Linked DNA regions of Sus scrofa: region 2 is linked to region 1. The links are chromatin contacts, called in public Hi-C maps. All regions are on one chromosome and are shown on one strand. Each heading gives the region's core, a stretch centred on a gene start, on an enhancer-like site or on the middle of the called end of the contact. The rest is flanking DNA. Distances are from core to core; before and after follow the strand shown.

What was found. Hi-C and Micro-C count contacts between places; a contact is called where the count stands out from the background.
Region 2: a contact with region 1 is called in a Hi-C map of liver, with 4 times the contacts expected there. The contact joins the promoter of NDST1 here to the promoter of TCOF1 in region 1. A contact is called at or near these places in 1 of 5 promoter capture datasets (liver) and 3 of 47 Hi-C or Micro-C datasets (blood, heart right ventricle and liver).

What each region holds. Positions count from the first base shown.
Region 1 is chr2:151,366,217-151,369,867 of Sscrofa11.1, forward strand. It overlaps TCOF1 (treacle protein), which reads left to right and starts at 2,048. Exons shown (of 24, transcript XR_002342026.1): 1 at 2,048-2,268.
Region 2 is chr2:151,432,145-151,435,795 of Sscrofa11.1, forward strand. It overlaps NDST1 (bifunctional heparan sulfate N-deacetylase/N-sulfotransferase 1), which reads left to right and starts at 1,781. Exons shown (of 15, transcript XM_021085025.1): 1 at 1,781-1,867. RPS14 (40S ribosomal protein S14) reads right to left here and starts at 1,807. Exons shown (of 5, transcript XM_021085027.1): 1 at 1,671-1,807; 2 at 944-1,094; 3 at 289-450. The coding sequence starts at 1,092.

The DNA.
Region 1 (3,651 bases), core at 798-3,297:
TACCTGTCCTCCCCCGCACACAGAGCTCTTATTTATTTACTTATTGCTTCTCGGTGCTGCACCCGCAGAACATGGAGGTTCCCAGGCCACGGTGGAATCGGAGCTACCACTGCGGGCCTACACCACAGCCACAGCAACGCAGGATCTGAGCCGCGTCTGCAACCTACACCACAGCTCACAGCAACGCCGGATCCTTAACCCACTGAGCGAGGCCAGGGATGGAACTTGCAGCCTCATGGTTCCTCGTCAGATTCGTTTCCTCGGTGCCACTTCGGGAACGCCTCAGTGTGGCTTTTCAACAATCTACTCTTCTTCAAGAAAACACTCCTTTTCCTTCCCGCCCTTACTCACCTGAAGCTGTGTTTGTACGACTGCTTGTTTAGCTTGTGTCTCCCCATTAGACTCTAAACCCTGCTGGGTTACAGACAGTTCTACCCCCAGCTGTAGGCGCTCAACACGTATTTGCTAAACAGCCGGATGTGCGCGAGTCTCCTCCCCTTCCTCACTCACCACCTTCCATCGGCCACCTGGTCTTGTCCCTGTTTCTTCTGCCGAAAAGATGAGGTGGTTTGGCCTTCCCGCTGTGGCTCAGTGGTTAACCAACCCGGCTAGCATCCGTGAGGATGCAGGTTGGATCCCAGGCCTCGCTGACTGGGTTAAGGATCCGGCGTTCCTGTGAGATCAGTGGTGTAGGTTGCAGATGCGGCTCGGATCCCATGTTGCTGTGGCTGTGGCTTTCGCTCTGATTTGACCCCTAGCATGGGCACCCCTTCCATATGCCGTGGTTGTACCCCCTAAAAAGACAAAAGACCAAAAAGAAAAAAAAATTAGGTGGTTTATGCTATCCTCAGTTTCTCAATGGATCCACTAAGTGTCAAGTTAGGAGCTTTTTTCCCCTTGGCTGTGCTTTTGCACCACGCAGAAACGCCTTTGCGGAAGTTAGTTCTCATGTGGAAGTTGCCGGGCCAGGGATTAAACCCCCACCACGGCAGTGACACCAGATTCTTCACCCGCCACGCTGCCAGGGAACTCCACAAGATCCATGACGCGAGGAACAGCCGATTCAGATATCCCCAGTCCAGCTCACCCTCTCCCTGAAAACCTCCCCCCACAACTACATCTAGTTCTGTGCTCCACAGATCCATCCCCCGTGCTTTGGTCATAGCAATCTTTTACAAACCCAGATCACCCTTCTGAACACAACCACCCGAGGGTATTTACTGCCCTTGGAGCAAAGTGCAAGCTCCGGCTGGGGGAAGGGTGCTCTGGGCCCTGTTAACGTCTCCATCCTTTCGCGTCCCCCTTGTTCCCTCACCCTCCCCACCTTACAGTACGTCAGCACTCCCGGGGGCTCATGTGTGGGTTTCCCAGCCTGGACCGGGGTGGTTTCTCCTTCTACACTCCTGCATGCCCTGTGCCTGCAATGCCAGCCTTCTCTTCTGCACCTAGAAATCCCCACAGCATCGTTAAGCCTCAGCTTAGACCTCTCCTTGGGGTTAGGGACCCGTCCTTCTTTCTCCCACAGGCGTGCCTGTCCAGGACAAGGCATAGGAGACATTGAACCATAGCTGCTGGGTTACCGACTGTCCCTCTTTCCCCGTGAGCTTTGAGGGCAGCTTCCGTATCCTATCCATCTTTCTATCCCCCGGATTCTGGCCAAGCACTAGCTCAAGGAATGATGCTCAGTGACTAGTGGTTCACTGAATGAAAGAACAATTTCAATTACTACTCGGTTCAGGGTTTCTAAAAAATGCGAAGTGAATAAATGAGTGGGGAGCTGAAAGTTCGGGTCTAGAGAGAGATACGGACTGGGAAGTTCAGAGACAGCTAAACTGACGGCCGATCCCTTTGAGGAGCGAGTCTGAAGGATTTCACCCGGAGTCATTCAAATCTCAGAGGCCCAGGGGCGGGTCCGGGTCTGACCACGCCCCTACCAATGAGAGGTCTCCCTGCCCTCCTTGCCCCGCCCCTTTCACCCATCGGGGCGGGACCGGCCCCTTCCGGAGACGAGACTACAAATCCCGGCAGGCCGCGCGGCGCCCCCCCCCCGCCCCGAAGAGGAGCCGGAAGTAGAGAGCGCGAGGTCTAAGGGCACGAGGGAAGTGGCGGGCGGGGACCGAGGGGGCGTGCAGGTAAGCCGACCGGCCTGGGGTCGCCGGCATGGCAGAGGCCAGGAAGCGGCGGGAGCTGCTTCCCCTGATCTACCAGCATCTGCTGCAGGCGGGCTATGTGCGCGCGGCGCGGGAAGTGAAGGAGCAGAGCGGCCAGGTAAGCGTGCGCGGGCCGTGTGCGAGGGCCGCGTGCAAGATCGAGGGCGAGGGGCCCGCGCCCCCTGCTCTGGCCGCCTGGCGGGCGCCCGGCGCCGGATCCCGAGGTGCGCCAGGACGCGGCCAGGGCCGCCGAAGGAGCCGCAGCCTCTGCCTCCCACCCGCGCGGCTCTGGTTCCCCTGGGCCTCAGTTTCCCCTCTGCGCAGTGGGCGGGCCCGGACGCGAGATCGGACGCGTAGCGCTTTAGAATTCCCGCGCCCGTTACCTCCACCCCCTTCCTGGGAGCGGCCGTTTAAAGTTTCCCGAGTCTCGGGCCACGTGGCTCGGCGCGGCCCCCTAGAGCGAGAAGGCTGCTGCGAGTCCGAGGAGTGGATTAGGACCCGCCCTGGAGGGGGCAGAGCACGGAGAGAAGGGGCCGGAGGCGCCCTGGTTGAGCTGGAGCCCAGGCCCTTAGCCTGCCGTCCCGAGTGGGATAGCTTTGGGACTCGAACTCGTGGTGTGGTCCTTTCTTACTTCATCCCTTCTTCGTGCAGCTGTTAATCTGGCGTTCAGGGTGGGCACGGCCCCCAGCCGCCGTCCTGGAGTCTAAATCCGGTAGCGGATGAATCAAAGAACCCCTAAAGTTCTGCACCTTAACACTGCCTTACGTGCCGGGAATGAGGCACAGGTGCTAAGGCAGGACCGCAGACGCCCTTGTGGGGACACCCAGGGCAGCTTTCCTGCGGAGGTGGATGCTGCTGTGAGATCTGAGAGAAGGGAGGTGGGTCCACCCAGCAGAGGCCTCTGGAAAGTTTTCTGGGGGCTGAAGTGTGGCGTGCAGGGGGAGAGGGTTCCCTGGGGAGGCAGAGGTTGGGGAGCTGATGGCAGCTTCCCTTGGGTCTCATTGGAAGGGGTGCCAAAGCCACTGGAAGGTTTGCAGCTGGTATGGTGGCTTCTGACCCCACGAGTCAGTGTCCCTTCAGCTGTGGCGCAGGCTCTCTGGTCCTGATGCTCGAGACTGACGGGGGGACGGCCCCAGGACAACGTCTGTGCCTCTCCTAATCCTCTCTCGACCTCAGTGGCCTTTTCCTTAACACCACTTGATATGGACAAGCGGGCAGGAGCGACCCCATCTTCTCCCGGCGTTTGCCTGGGCAAAGGTACCCTGCACTCCCGGAGCACACTTCCAGCAGGAGCAGGCGGGTGACTGTTTTTTTTAGGTTAATGGAACAGTGTGTGGGGTGTTTGTAGCTGCGGTCCAAGTAAGGCCGGCAGGGGCCCAGGGCCACTCACTGAGAAGGCTACTTGAAGGACGCGAGGAAGTGAGCCCTGCAGTTGGCAGGAGAGAGCCTTCTAGATGAGCAAGCCCTGAGGGAGGGGTTCCAGACCCTGTGAGGAGCAGCG
Region 2 (3,651 bases), core at 531-3,030, 66 kb after region 1:
GAACTCCGGCAGGAAGGTGTTTTAGGTGAAAGCGTACGCATTTGTTAAATGACGTGACACCTCATTTAAACCTGACTTCTACACACGCGGGGAAGGCCCAGGTGACTCGCTTTCCTGAGCTACCTGCTGTCTGCGGCCTGGAACCAAACCCACAGCAACAGCAGCTCTTGCCGTGTCCTATTAGTCACACACCAACCTAGGCAGCGGGGTACGAAGTCCCCAAAGAGAAACCAAGCCGACTGAAATCAGGCGCACTGGCGCTCAAGCCCGCGAGCCACTCCCACTCACCGGTTCCCGCCCGTGGCCCGGAGCTTGATGTGGAGGGCAGTGATGCCCAGCTCCTTGCAGCGCTGGGCCACGTCCTGGGCAGCCAGCATAGCGGCGTACGGAGAGGACTCATCCCGGTCGGCCTTCACCTTCATCCCGCCCGTCACGCGACAGATGGTCTCCCTGGGGACAAAAGCACAGGGTCCTCTCTCACCCGCGAGGCTGCAGAGTGTCCGTCAGGCCCCAACAGACGCACCGCCGCTCGGGGCCGGCAGGCGTCCCCGCCGGGGACCGGAAAGCCGCGAGCTCTGCGGGGACAGGCTCCAGAGGCCTGAGACACGTGTGACCCGCCGCACCGGCCGCTCCAACCCCTGCACACGAGGACAGCCAGCCGAGACAGCGAGACCTGCCGCCGGGGTGACGCCAGGCCACCAGCGCCCCTGTAAGTGCCAGGACACCCCGAGGGTTTAGAGACCCCCCCCAGGCTGGGAAGCCGCTGAGGGACACACGTGCCTCCTCTTACACCCCGGGACCCGGAGGCCACACCTTCCTTGAGTGAACGCTCGCTCCAATTCTCACAAGAGACCCTCCACCTGCCGCCCAGCCCCGGGGTCCCTTCCCCCCCTTCTAACCCCAGGCCCTGCGAGCGGGGGCCTGGGCCTCTCCTGATACTCACTTGCCCGAGAGATCGGTGACATGGACGAAAGTGTCATTGAAAGACGCGAAGATGTGACACACGCCGAACACGTTTTCCCCTTCAGCCACCTGCGGGCCGAGGCTGATGACCTGCTCCTCCTTCTTCTCCTTCCCCTTGCGCGGTGCCATTTCTGCGGCAGAGGAACAGCCCCGGCTCCGGGAAGGAGCGCGGGCGCGCGCACTCGCTCGGCCGCCCCCCAGGCCGCGCGGCCTCCCCAGCGGCTGCGGCCCCTTCCCGGCTTCGACGCCGCCCTGCAGCCGCCACGTGCAGCGCCCGCCCTGGCATCACTGATCCAGGAACCGCCCACGAAGGGGCCGCGTCCCCTGCCTTCCCGCCCCGAATCCGTCCCAAGACCCCACGGGACCCGTGCGGCAATTACCCCAACTTCCCAGACCGAAAACAAGCGGGAGACCCGAGGCTCGCTCCCGGGACGACGTTCCCGCTCCTCCCCGCCCCCCGCCGTGGCCCGGCGGAGGTGGCTGTGCCCCTGGGCCCGGCCCCGAGCGGACCCCGCGTTACAGGCGGTTCCGAGCCAAAACCTCCGCCTCCGAGACAGCGCCAACCAGAGTCTGCATCGACCCGCCGCGCGCCTCCCGCCCCGCACCTGGCTTGGCTTTCGCGGCAAAACCTCAGGCCCGCGCCCCGAATCTCGCTGGGCCCCCAGGCCGCAGGATGCCGCTCGATTGTCCCGGCCCAGGGAGCCTACCTGCGCGTCGCCTTCAGACTCCGCCACCGGAAAGAGAGAGTGGGAGGAGGCGGGGCGACGGGTCACGTCCGTATCCCCGGAAGTGAACGTCTGAGGTCACGGGGCGAGGCCGGCTGCTCCGGAAGACGCCGACTTTAGCGTTTCCGAGATGAAGACGCCCTCGAGAATACGGTTGATTCAGTGGGGCGCCTGAGGAGGTAAGGGGCTCGGTGTCCCAGCGAGCGCGTCGGCTTCTAAAGCTGCACGAAGCAGCCGCACTGGGTGGGTGGAGCGGGCCTGCGTCCGGGATGGCGGAGGCCGCAGCTAGACGAACGTCCGGCGCCCCGTCCCCGGCCCGGCCAGCCCGGAGGCGACAGCGCACCGCGTGGCGCGGAGGCGAACAGCAGCAGCGGTGAAAGTCTCATCCGCTGTGTTCTGGGCAAAATAGGAGTAAATTATTCAGTACTTGTCGTTATGTACGAGGCCGGGATAAGCGACCGATAGCCATTGATCCATTTAATCCTTACCACATTATCAAAGACGTCGTTTTGATTTTTCTTTTAGTATTATTATTCATGGCACCTGTGGCATGTGGAAATTCCTGGGCTGGGGTCACGTCAGAGGTGCAGTTGCCACCCTATGCCACAGCAACACCAGATCCAACCCACATTCCGTGACCTACTCCGCAGCTTGCAGCTACGCTGGGTCCTTAACCCACTGAGCAAGATCAGGGATCGAATCCCGGCATCCCATGGATACTAGTCAGGAGTCAGGTTCTTAAGCTGCTCAACCGCAATGGGAACTCCTTTCTTTTTTCTTTCTTTTTTTTTTTTTTTTTTTTTTTTTTTTGGAACTCCTGATTTCTCTTTTAAAGAAAGGGATTTCAGGGGGTTCCCGTTATGGCTCAGCAGACCTGACTAGCATCCATGAGGATGTGGGTTCAATCCCTGGCCTTGCTCAGTGGGTTGAGGATCCGGCATCACTTGCAAGCTGTAGTAGGTCTCTGATGTGGCTCAAATCTGGTGTTGCTGTGGCTGTGGTGTAGGATGGCAGCTGTAGCTCTGATTCGACCCCTAGCTTGGGAAACTCCTGTTCTGCCCATGCAGCCCTAAAAAGACTACCCCCCCCCAAAAGGAAAGGGATTTCAGGATTTCCCTTGTGGTGCATTGGGTTAAGGACTCATCACTGTCACTGCAGGGGTAAACGAGTTCAGTTCCCTGACTTGGGAACTTCTGCATGCTGCAAGTGTGGCCAAAAAAAAAAAAAAAGTGGGTAGCAAAAAGTAAAAGTCATCTCTAAGTTCTTTTTTCTGTCGTCAAATTGGAGCATCGTTGCAGAGGTAACTATCTATACTTAATATATTCCTGTGTTTTCAGCGTGTGATATACCGTCTTACGTAAATGAGGTGATATTCTCTCCAACGTCAGTCGCTTCTTTTTGACTCAACGTTGTGTACATCATCCCAGGACAGCCGATAAGATCTATCACATGTTCGTACAGATGAAGTTTTCATTTTTTAATTTTGAGTGTTAAATGTGCTCACGCAGATAAAAAAATTACAGCGTTATCAAAAAATATATTTTATTTTTAATGGTATTTTATTTTTGTCTTTTTAGGGCCAAACCCATGGCATATGGAGGTTCCCAGGCTAGGGTTCAAATTGGAGCTGTAGCCACTGGTCTGTACCACAGCCACAGTAATGCTAGATCGGAGCCACATCTGCGACCTCCACCACAGCTCACGGCAATGCTCAATCCTTAACCCACTGAACGAGGCCAGGGATTGAACCTGCGTCCTCATGGATACCAGTCAGATTCATTTCCACTGAGCCAGGACAGGAACGCCGACATTTTATCATTATTGTTGTGGTTGTTATTGTTATTATGGCCTCACTCATGGCCTGTGGAAGTTCCTGGGCCAGGGATTGAAAAAAGTATGTCTTAAAAAACCTGCTGTCATTGTCTCCAGCCACGCGGTGCTCTCTCTGGCCAACAACCGGTAA